Linked DNA regions of Mus musculus: all the other regions are linked to region 3. Evidence: chromatin contacts called from public HiCAR-type and promoter capture Hi-C data. All regions are on one chromosome and are shown on one strand. The core of a region is the stretch at or near the end of the contact, and the rest is flanking DNA. Distances in the headings are between cores, read along the strand shown. Region 1 overlaps Zfp536 (zinc finger protein 536). Region 2 holds the start of Zfp536 (zinc finger protein 536). Region 3 holds the start of E130304I02Rik (RIKEN cDNA E130304I02 gene). Region 4 has its middle 9.1 kb from the start of Gm30483.

The links. Promoter capture Hi-C pulls out the DNA fragments that hold promoters and counts their contacts. HiCAR-type assays count read pairs that join an accessible place to other places.
Region 1: a contact with region 3 is called in a promoter capture Hi-C map of hippocampal neurons, with 7 times the contacts expected there. The contact joins the enhancer-like site here to the promoter of E130304I02Rik in region 3. A contact is called at or near these places in 5 of 39 promoter capture datasets (the 3T3-L1 cell line, cranial neural crest, frontonasal cranial neural crest and 2 more) and 3 of 115 datasets of contacts at active chromatin or transcription factors (embryonic stem cells, forebrain and large pre-B cells).
Region 2: a contact with region 3 is called in a HiCAR-type map of astrocytes, with 7 times the contacts expected there. The contact joins the promoter of Zfp536 here to the promoter of E130304I02Rik in region 3. A contact is called at or near these places in 5 of 39 promoter capture datasets (cranial neural crest, embryonic stem cells, hippocampal neurons and 1 more) and 3 of 115 datasets of contacts at active chromatin or transcription factors (astrocytes, forebrain and stem cell-derived neural progenitor cells).
Region 4: a promoter capture Hi-C map of hippocampal neurons shows a contact between it and region 3, with 23 times the contacts expected there. The contact joins the enhancer-like site here to the promoter of E130304I02Rik in region 3. A contact is called at or near these places in 10 of 39 promoter capture datasets (the 3T3-L1 cell line, the HPC-7 cell line, cranial neural crest and 6 more), 5 of 484 Hi-C or Micro-C datasets (cerebellar granule neurons, cerebellum, embryonic retina and 2 more), 14 of 115 datasets of contacts at active chromatin or transcription factors (SST interneurons, cardiomyocytes, differentiating embryonic stem cells and 9 more) and 1 of 9 other capture datasets (adipose tissue).

Annotation. Positions count from the first base shown.
Region 1 is chr7:37,647,247-37,649,946 of GRCm38.p6, forward strand. Zfp536 (zinc finger protein 536) reads right to left here. Exons shown (of 6, transcript NM_172385.2): 3 at 2,440-2,551. Among named protein-coding and RNA genes, the nearest start is that of 4930505M18Rik, 21 kb to the right of the region's middle. Within about 2 kb of position 1,360, at least 13 of the 459 cell types and tissues checked have an H3K27ac peak or open chromatin away from gene starts, as enhancers often do. A contact at or near this core is called in hippocampal neurons, where this site is marked.
Region 2 is chr7:37,768,324-37,771,023 of GRCm38.p6, forward strand. It overlaps Zfp536 (zinc finger protein 536), which reads right to left and starts at 1,429. Exons shown (of 6, transcript NM_172385.2): 1 at 1,273-1,429.
Region 3 is chr7:35,801,311-35,804,010 of GRCm38.p6, forward strand. E130304I02Rik (RIKEN cDNA E130304I02 gene) reads left to right here and starts at 1,282. Exons shown (of 3, transcript NR_033567.1): 1 at 1,282-1,711. It overlaps Zfp507 (zinc finger protein 507), which reads right to left and starts at 1,679. Exons shown (of 7, transcript NM_177739.3): 1 at 1,524-1,679; 2 at 128-218.
Region 4 is chr7:37,335,743-37,338,442 of GRCm38.p6, forward strand. It overlaps a transcript of Zfp536 not described here. Among named protein-coding and RNA genes, the nearest start is that of Gm30483, 9.1 kb to the left of the region's middle. Within about 2 kb of position 1,294, at least 96 of the 459 cell types and tissues checked have an H3K27ac peak or open chromatin away from gene starts, as enhancers often do. A contact at or near this core is called in SST interneurons, cerebellar granule neurons, cerebellum and 5 more, where this site is marked.

The DNA.
Region 1 (2,700 bases), core at 110-2,609, 1.8 Mb after region 3:
AGTCGGCCATCAGTGGAAAGAGAGGCCCATTGGTCTTGCAAACTTTATATGCCCCAGTACAGGGGAACGGCAGGGCCAAGAAGTGGGAGTGGGTGAGTAGGGGAGCGGGAGGGGGGAGGGTATAGGGGACTTTTGGGATAGCATTTGAAATGTAAATGAAATAAATACATAATTTAAAAAATTGGAAAAAAAAAGAATCTGTTCTTGAAAGTAAAGTTTCAATTTGACTTCCTGGTCACATGACACACATCTCTCAAGTCATCCCAAGGTGTACATTTCCCACCCAGAAAAAAAAAATCCTCATACCTGCTTATGGTCTACACCATAGACCGCACATACCTCAGTCCCCTGCCTGTGAAACCACATTTGCATGGCATTTATGAATAGACATTGCTGGCACTGTTTTATCTTCGTATTAGTTACTGTTGTCGCTCTTTTTCTGTGCCAAACTCATAAACTCTCAGGCACATACATGTAGGAAGAATTAGGCAGAGTATTGGGATCAATGGAGTCTGCAACTTCAGGCTTCCTTATTGACCATATCTCCTGCATATGACAGTCCTGATTGTCCTTTAAGTTCCAGGAAGCCCAAAGTTTAGTCCAGTGACTAGCTGCAAATATGTGCCTTAGTGCTGGGAAACCTGGTGAGCCAAAAGACGCTGCCTGTCCTACAGTATGAAAGCCGCCCAAACTAGGGGTGGTGTGTGTCTCCCTCAGGGGAAACCCATGGCCTTCCTTTCATGTCTGTCCGCAGGAGGCAGGGTTGGGGGTGTAGGGAGCACTCGGTTAGGTAGTTCATTTTTGTTCTCTTTCATATCCCATGCCAAAGGGAGTCAAAGGGGAAGTGGGCAGCATAGCGGAAGTGCCCAGCATGGCGGAAGTGCCAAGCGTGGCGGAAGTGCCCAGCATGGCGGAAGTGCCCAGCATGGCGGCGTTGCTTCCTCTCCTACCCCAAGAAGCACAGAGTACTGAATGTTTCTGAACAAGCTTACGTACTTGTTCTCTCAACAGCCAGTCCCACCAACTCCCTACCAGCGGCCCTCGGCAGCGATGCTAAACCTGGCCCTCGGATACCATGAGCATCCACACTGCAGAATTCCTACCATCAATGTAGCAGCTGAATGCTGTTAGACTCCGAACTCCCCCATCTGTGTTTTGCCTCCCAAGAGGGAAAATAGTCTTCACAGACATTCCCTTATCTGGCAGGCAGATTCCAAACCTTACTGGCAACCACGGGCTTGTTTTCCCAACCCAGCAGCAAAAGAACCAAAAATTGTTCCCGCCTGCGATATGCCGAGGAGGGACCCAGCCAGAAGCTCCGTCTGCAAGCTCTAGGCTGGAGCTCCTGAGCTGCCCACCCCTCTCCTAGAGGGCACCTTGGGATCGGCAAAGTCACAGGCCTGCCAGGCCTCTGATGGCCCCCACTACTGCTTTCGTTAACTGCTCCTTTTTCTCAACATAGAATACACCCACTAAGAAGCTGCGGGAAAACACTCAGCACGGTGTGAAATCAACACTTTCCGACTCAAATAACGGGGTAGGCTAGGGAAAACTTCCAACCTTCTCACTGTAGACATTTTCCTCCCGCAAGAATCACAACAAGGCCTCCATGCCACCACCAGCCTGTCCCCAGCCTCCTGCAAATAGAGGAAGCCACAGACCTGGCCTTTTCACAGGTTGCTATTTCCTCGCATACGCCTCCCTTCCGCCCCCCAGCCCTTCACATTCTTAATCCTGGAACCCTGAACCCAGGCAATTGCTAATAAGCCAATATGGAATGATAAGCGTGGAAGTCTAATTGATAGGAGCCTCTATCGACTGGCCTTGATGTCTATCTGAGCTTCTCAACAGCCCAGATTTAAATGTTTCATTTTATTTTTAACTTTCACTTTCTCCCATTGCAGCAATGTCAGGCAGAGGTACGGTTTCACTATCAGAAAGAATCGCGGTGCAGAATAATTTATGACTTCAGCTTGGGCTTTCAGAAAAGCCATTTCAAATCTTCACTTTGATTTGGTTGTATCAAAACTACTCAAAATAACAGCAGCACTTCTCTTGGAACCAGAAAAACACGAACAGCACCTCAGGATTTTGAGCTGGAGCCTCATCTCTGTCTCGGAAGAAAACTCCAGAAAGGAATTAAGCAACCGAGTAGAAAACACAACATCGGGGGTGAAGCGCCATGAGAAAATAGAACATTGGTCTTCCGGATACTTTTGTTTTAAACCGCCACCACCCCAACCTCAAAGAGATGCTGGTCCCCAGGAGCCACAGCCGATGGTTTTACTGGGTGGGTGTAGGTGCCTCCTCTAGTAGCCAGGAGATGCTTGACTGGGGTGCACAGTAGATGGCTTGAATTGGATTTGTGTGAGCTCAACAGGGCAAACAGGAAGAAGTGAGGAGTGTCCAGGCAGACAGCTCTAGTAGGGTGAGACTTACCTTAACACCCTCACTGCATGCTTGACTTAAGGACTGTCAGTCTAGTAAGAATGTTCCTCGGAAAAGATGCTCTGGTTGCTGAAAGATGGCCAGAGGGGTGGGCCCCAGCTCCCTGTCGAGAAAAAGGAAATAGAGAAAGAAACCATGTAAAGCAAAATGTAACAAATTCAGAAAATCACAGCCATACTTGGAGGTCAAGGAAACTCAGCTGCAAAGGTTAAAGATGAAATCAAATCCAGAGTATGAGAATGGAAATCTATC
Region 2 (2,700 bases), core at 179-2,678, 2.0 Mb after region 3:
CAACCACATTAAGTGTCTATGTTAGGCCCTCCAATGCAAAACCTGGGCTCAGTGGCCATGCTTTCAGAAGCTGACTCTTTGTTGGTCAGGTTGGGGTGGGGGATGCTAATTCCTAGGGCGCCGTGTCCTGATTGTCGGGGAGCTGGGCAGAGTGCTATCATTACCAACAACTCAGCCAGGCGGGTAATGGTGAGATCAAGAGACATTTGCACCGCTATCAGGATGACATCATAGCTAAAGCAGCCTTCAGCCAAAGCCCTAGGCTCTCTTAGAGTAGAGGCCAAAGGGCTATGGGGGGAGGTGCCCCCCCCCCGCAACTCCCAGAGCTGGAAGCTGAGTCTCAGGCCCCTGCCATGCAGGGTGGTGGGCCTTGCCCACAGCCAAGTTCCCAGGCAGGCCCAGAAATGGGAAAGACAGCTGGAGTCTTCTCCAACGCAATCTACTTTCCCCCTCCATCCTGCTCACTGCAAATAATACTACTAATAATAACATAGTATGCATTTTTTTCAACAATTTGAAATTGTGAAGCCATTTCCCTGACCAGGGTGGAGCCGGCATGCCATGCCCGCAGCTACATCTCTGCTGTAGAATTGATAGCATTTCCAACCGAATTGTCAATCTGTTGGTGGTGACCCTCTCTTAGGCAAAACAGCTCTCACTCCATTTTTTTCAAGCAATAGAAACAGAGGACGCTGAAGGGGAAGGCAGACTGGAAAGGAAGCCTTCCTACTCTTGTTTTGGTTGCTTTTCTTCCTTTTAAAGCCCAGCAAAACACAGGGGCGCACACGCGAGCGCACGCACACCCTGAGACACAAACCTTAGAATAATGGGGGAGGCATTTGGCGACAAACTGCATCAGCGGCGCGGCGCGACAGGCAACCAACCCCGCTCACTCGCAGCTCAGCTCTCCAAGCCGCGGCAGCGACGGTGGCGGTGGCGGCGGCGACAGAGACCCGTCACCCTCCCAAAGAACCCCTATGCTCAACTCTCAACTGTGTCCCCAAGATCTCCTCTTCAGGCTCGCCTCAACTATGCGCGTGGCCCAGTCACCTCACCTCGCCGGAAAAGTGGAGAGACAGGGTTGGGAGTTGTGTTTAAAAAAAAAAAAAAAAACAGCAAAAAAACAAAACAAAACAAAAAGTTCCTCGAACATCCAGCCCAGCAGATGCAATTCTCCCGCCCGCTGCACACTCTCCCCGAGCCGGCCGGGCACTCGCCCCCAGCACTGCGCCCTCACCTCGGGGCGCGCGGAGGGCACCGCAGGGCACTTACTTGGCACTTGCTTTTGAGTGTGCAGGTCGTCGCGGTTTTCACTTGGGTTTTCAAATAAGTTTCAGGGAGGAAGGAGGCAAAAAAAAAAATCCAATTATGCAAATGGACTCCGGCCGGGGGAGGCGCGCGTTGAATCTGACGCTGCTACTGTATGAGTTCTTGGAGCAGCCCCGGCCCGGCAGATTTATGGGGGCGCGTCACGGCTACGCCAGGTCCCGCCGCCGGAGCATCTCGAAGTTAATTAAAGCGGTAATGTCCACTTTCCTGGCGACCCTCCGTGCGTGGGTTTACTATTTCACCCTCCAACACGACCCAGGAGGGGACACTGATGTGCCCCCCACGCCCCTCTTCTTTCTCTCTTCTTCCCCCTCTTCTGCCTCTCTCTTTCTCTCCCTCCTTTTTCCTCTCTTTAAGTCGCCTGCTTTGCACTCAGTGAACAATGAACAAAGATGTGAGTGATGGGGAAAGATCGCCCCCCTCCCAGCCCAAGCAGTGAGCGAAGCTGGTCTCAAAGTCAAAATCCAGTTGTTAAAAACTGAGAAAGAAAACCAGGGTCTCCACGCTAAGCTCCCTTTCTACACACACGTACACACGCACGCACACATATGAGCAAGCACACCCCACCCCAAGTTCACCTAAGCCCTGCCTGGAGACCTAGGGACCGTGGGGGAAAAGCCAAGGCCCCGGCGCGCGGGGATGCCCAACTCGCGGTGGACACGAGGGGACAGCAGGGACAGGGGAGCTGTGCTCGCTCCGGCCAAGATCATTTCCCGCGCCCCTCCCAGTCTACTGCCCCCACCACTACCCACCGGCCCCCTCCCAACGTCTACACCGAGAGGCCTGGCCCCACGGCCCCGCTCCGGCTGCAGCCGGCCGGATGCGCTCAGCAAACGCGGCCCCTGTCGGATTTCTGCTAAACTGCAGAGCGGCGGCGGCGACTGCCCAGAGAAGCGCAGGAGGAACCCAAGGCCAGCTCGGCGCGCACTCACCCTGCTAGCCCGCTAGTCCTAAAGCCGGTGCCCCGGGCCGCCCACCCGCGCGCACCTCAGAGGATGCACACGCACAGCGCGCTCGAGCCCCGCAGGCAGGGACCGCACGTAGCCGCCGTTATTTTCCGCTCAAGTGAAAACTAAGGCGGCTGACGAATCACGTCTCCTGCGAGGCACCCGTTAGACAAAACAATATCCTGCAAACAAAACCCGGCCACCGCTGCCACCCGCGCGCCAGGCCGGGACCCCGCCCTGCTCCTCCCAGGCCCCAGCCCCTGGCTTCTGCCCGCACCGACCCCAGCCTTCCAGGCTTGCATCCTTCCAGGAAAGAACTCGGGGACTTGAGTGTGCGCTCACCAAGAGGCGGACAAACAGGAAGGACTCACAAACCGGGAGTGAAAAATGGGGGCCACTTAACTTTCCACCTGTCCCTAGAGAA
Region 3 (2,700 bases), core at 32-2,531:
TCAAGTAACAGCACCGGATGGATGCTAGGCAGCAGCAAACAGCTTCGTTTGCTCAGAGTTCTGTGGGTCCAGTCACAGTGGTGGCGGTTTATAAATAAGGCATCTCAGTGAGATGTAAGTGACTTACCCAAGGTTACATGGCTGTTAGTGGCAGAGCCAGTGTCTTTCCAATCAATTTCTGAAACAGATAGTCTCCTGGATCGATATTCACAATCCAGCTGTGGCCAAGAAGGAAATAAACACCATCAAACACGTCTCTCCATTGGCGGGCGAAACACAGTAACTTATTTCGGCAGTGAAGAAACTTCCAATACTTAACATTGAAAAGAAATTTCGGAAAGCTGTTCATGCAATGTAATTGTGTGAGGCAAATTTACATAATTTACTTAACAAGTAGAGGATTTTGCAGAAGCTAAAACAAATCAGCCTGGAAAACTTCTAACAATTGTATATTTTAAACCTCCCCCTCCATGTAAGTAATTCACTCAGCAAACTACTGCTTTTACTGACATAATTTTCTAACCAATATGGAATAATAAATGACATATTGCTATTCTAACTTTAACCGAAATTACAGCCTAAGGGGTGATTATGTAAATTAGTCAAACACAGTGGGCAGAAGAGTACCATGAAAAGATGCGACAACGTGGCTTGACCTATATATTCTCCAAAGCAGTTTCCTGCCCTGGTCCTCCTTTTTTTTTTTGGCTACTGTTTTCCTATTGTTGCTTTAAAGTAGGCTTATTCGGTTCCCTTAGAAAGTAACTTAGCGATTACAGTTAAGTAAAATTAGTACACCGCTAGGGCATCCTCCGAGTTTCCAGAGTTACCATGGTAAAGGAATGAAGGGTCAAACTTTCTCTTTTTAATCAATATAGCAATCCATACACAGAATCAGACCAGTAGAGTAGAAAGTACAAACTCAGACAGAAAAGGGGGTAAATCCAGTAATTGCCTTGGGCCATGTAGACTGAAAGCAAATTCCTGTCCACTGTCAGCAACCTTTGGTGGGGGTGGCTGCCTGGACCTAATTAATCACCCAGGCCTCGGACTCCAAACAACGATCGGGATGCCCCAGGTCTGGAAAGGTGGGCACTTTCACCAATGGTCTCAGCGATCTCTGGAAAGATCAGTCAATCCCAGAGGATGTGTACGTGTGGGAGGCCACGATTGCTATTTTTCGTTTGCGCTGGCATTTCCTACACCACGCAGTGCTTAAAGGACGGGGGATTAAAGAAACTTAAGCTCCATCCTGGCTGGCCTAAGCGCTTTCACGTCTCCAGAAGGCAAAGGCGCTTCAGCGGGACCTGGGGAGCAACGGGACCCCCACCCCCAGCGGCACGGCGGGCCCGGGGTCTCCACAGGCCCGACAGAGGGACGACAGTACACACAGGGCCCTGGAGCTCAGGCTCGGGTGCGTGGCAGTGCCGCGGGCGTCACCGGCGAGGAGGAAGCGGGCGTCACCAGCGAGGCCGCACATGGCCGGCGGCGCTCAAGCGGAGGGGCGGCCCGGGGCGCGGTACCTGCGGTCGGGCGGCGGGCTGCTGCTCCTGCGAGCCTCCTTTGGCCGGCCGGGACCCCACCGTACCCTCGCCCTCGTCCGCCTCGCTCCCGACTCCTTTCCCTCTCTTTCCCCCTTTTTGCCCCTTCCTCGGCCGTGGCTCCAAGATGGCGGCGCCGAGACAGATCACGTGAGCGGCGAGCCGGTCAGGTGAGCCTGGAGGCGCGCGGCGTGGGCGGGGCTGTGGTGGGGTGGAGCCACCACAGACCACGCCCTCTGGCAGAAAGGGCCTTAAGGCTCTGGGCAGATGCTGTGGCCATCCAGGTCCTGTCAGAGCTGGTGTTGGTCTAGAACTCAGTTGATATCCACTGTGGCCTCAACCTGCTGGGGCATTCTTCATCCCCTCATTTACCCCATCGTTCTTTACATCCTTGTGCTTGTGAATCTGGCTGGACTTTTTTTTTTTTTTTTTTTTTTAAAGTTTATCGAGGGCTGGAGCGATGGCTGGAGTGATGGCTGGAGCGAGGGTTGGAGCGATGGCTCCGTGGTTGCTCTTATAGAGGACACAGGTTTGGTTTCCAGCACTCATACAGTGGCTCACAACCATGTGTAACTCCACTTCCAGGGACTCAGAAGCTCTGGCCTTCTTCTGACCTCCACAGACTCCAGACACACACATGGTGCTCAGGTATACAGATAAGTAAGCCATTCACACACACAAAATATTATCTACGTATTTATTTATTGTTATTTGTGGAGACTTGTGGTCAGAGGAGAATTTTCAGGAGTCTGTTCTTTCCTTCCATGGTATGGGTTCTGATATTGAACTCAAACCTTCAGACTTGGCAGCGAGTACCTTTACCCATTGAACCACATACCTCCTAGATAAATGCTCTTCCACTGAGCTATTGAGTTTCCTGAAACAACTCATCCTGGCTTCTAATTCCTTATGTAGTTAGCCCAGGCAGACATTTGAAGTTGTGAACCTCCTGCCTCAGCCCTCCAGGGTAGCTTGGGAGAGTAGATGTGTCTCCACCATACCAGGCTCTAATTGGAGCTATTATTTTTTTCAGGCATCGTATGCTGAAAAATGTAGAGGTCCTAACCGTATGTCTGATGAGAGGCAGTGCTGGCTCTGGGTCAAAAATACTTTCTTTTTTTTTTTTATGTTTAAAATTTAAAAAAGCATTTATTGATTC
Region 4 (2,700 bases), core at 44-2,543, 1.5 Mb after region 3:
ACGATTTCTGTAGGGTGTGTGTTGGGGGAACCCTGTAGATGGCACCTCTCTAAAAACTGGGGTCACCTTCTGCCAGCTGCAGTGCCATTCTAGGTCCTGAGGTCAGAGAATGTGTGATAGAGAATTATAGACACCCCATTCCTTAAAGGAATCCATGCCTGCTGGTTACTCACCCCCGGGGCCTTCATCCACGGGAGATGTATGGACATGATATTTTGAAATCTGCATTTTCCTAGCGTGCTCCCTTCCCTGCAACTAGTTCTGGAACAATGGAAAATGGTGTAGAAAAAAGACAGAAACATAAACTTTCAGACTGCTGGCTGCTACTGTGGCACGCCTATGAATGAGTGAGTGAGTGAGTGAATGAATGAATGAATGAATGAATGAATGAATGAATGAATGAATGAATGGTGCCCTCAGAAAGGTAGCTATCTCCCCACCCCACCCCTCTCTCATGGAGTCACAAAAGAAACACAATTCCTTTCTTCTCTTTTCTTCCCCCTAATAAAAGGCTCTTTCTAAAAATCAAAGGTGTCAGACTTTGCTCTCCCTTGCTGGCATGATCCAGAAGATGGCTGAGGAATGACAGATGTCGGCATCCAGCTGCAATGAAGCATGCAAAAGTTTCTCTCTAATCCACTTATTTCTCTGTAGTCACGTAAACCAAAACAAATGGGCAGGGCTTTACATTAGGATGGCAGGGTGGGGGTGGGAGGGACGGGAGGGACCCAAAGCCACAGCACTAGGACTTCCATTGCATAATGCAGCCTCCTCCACGCCATCTTGCTATGATTTTTCCCTCTGCATAAGGAAAAAAAAAATCTCCCTATAGCGTGAAAGGGTCCCTCAACGCAGGGGATCCAGAGAGTCAGCTCCTATGTCCTTTTGTCCCATACAAGATGACATTTCCCAAAGGGGCAGTTGTAAAGGCAGGATAAGGGCGTCATTAGCACAGGGAGGCCGCAGAACAAGCACCCACACGCAGGTACACACAAGCACCCTGTGACACACACATCACACACCAACACCCTGCTAAACTAACAGGATCGGTTTAATCACCAGCACCGTCGTTTTCAACTACTTGAATAAATCCAGGGGAATTATAAACGAAGCCCGTGTGTAATTAAAGTGAGGGTTGTTAGACTCTTCATTTAATAAAACACTTGAAAAGAAAAAGCCCTGGTAGGTCTTTTTCAATGCCAGGGGAAGCCGAAGGGGAGGGGCGCGCGCGCGCGTAGGCGAGAGAGGCCGGCCTCTTTTAGCGTGTAGCTGCGCCCACCTTGTGAACCCATTCCCCTTTCAATCTTGTAAGGAGCTGGGAGGGCGAGGATCGGGTCTGGGGCTCTGTCACCCGCCAGCAGTTGTAACAGCTGCGAAGCGCTCGTTTCAGTGCAGGCGGCAAGGAGAGATGTGACGGATTTCGCCCATGGCAGAATGGCGTTCCGTTTCTGGCCCTTCAGGCAAAAACAGTAAAAGAAAATTCGAGATTTCCCCCCTTAAACTTCCCACAACAACCTCAGCAGAGCCACATGACTCGCCTTCTACAATCTTCCCTGGTGTGCTCACTGCTACTTTGGCAGGAACTCAGAATTACTGTTACATAAATTCCATCTGATGCCAGAGAGACCATCTGTGAGCGGGAGCTGCTTCACCTACGTCTGCCTGCAAAGCCACTCTCCCCGAGACAAGGGAGAAGGGGGGAAAAGAATTTGATTAATTTGCAGAATGCTTGTGATTTGCTCATATATTATTATAACTCCTCATCAGCACATGACAAATCCCCAGCCCTGGGTGCAGGCACCCGTTTGATTCCAGCAGTTTCTTGCGTCGACACCTGACAGACTGCGGAGCTTCTAATGACTTTCAGATGCTTACAAACAGTGATTCTATCTTCAGAATAAAAAAAGGGGGAAAAATTCCATAGGAAGAAAAGAGGAGTGCACTTCTTCCTCTGGCGCAGTTCCTTCCTGGGTACCAACATTGATTTAACTGGGAGGGTGGCTGAAGCTTCTAGAAAGGGGCCCTCCCAGGCCCCACCACGGCTATGACCACACTGCACATAGAAACAAAGACCCCCGGATTCTGGAGGGCAAGTCAGCCGAGGCCACACTCCGGTGATGCCAGACGGTGCCCAGGTGCCGGCCAAGGCTAAGACGGGGTACTCTCTCCCAGCTTCTGCGTTTCAGAACCCTGGTAATTTTGTCCACTTTTAACACACCGATCATCTCTCGGCTTCTACACACACACATCTGTGTGCTGACTGCAGTTTGGTTCCCGCCTCCCCCCCCCCTCCTCCTCTTCTTTGCTTTTAAAACTCTGATTATGCCTCCAAACCTCTGCCTCTGTACTTGATTGCCTGTTTTAGATTAGAGATTTTTAGCCAGGAGACAAAGACTTCCGAATGCACATTAGTCCTGCGTATGAGGACCCACAGAAGGAAAAGCGATAAAACGCAACGTGCCATCTGTCCACAAACAATAACCTGTGTGTTTGGAGGCTCACAAATTACTTAGCACAGAACCTTCCCAAATTACAGAGCCTTGAGACAGAGCAGAGCTGCGAGTGAGACCCTCTTTGATGTCCTTCGGTATTTCCCACCCCCTTGTGCTCGCCCCCCAAATTGATTGCTAACAGTTGAGGAATGTCTCCGTGACAAGTAGATTTTTATTATCTGCATCTTCCCGGTTACATTTGGCCTGG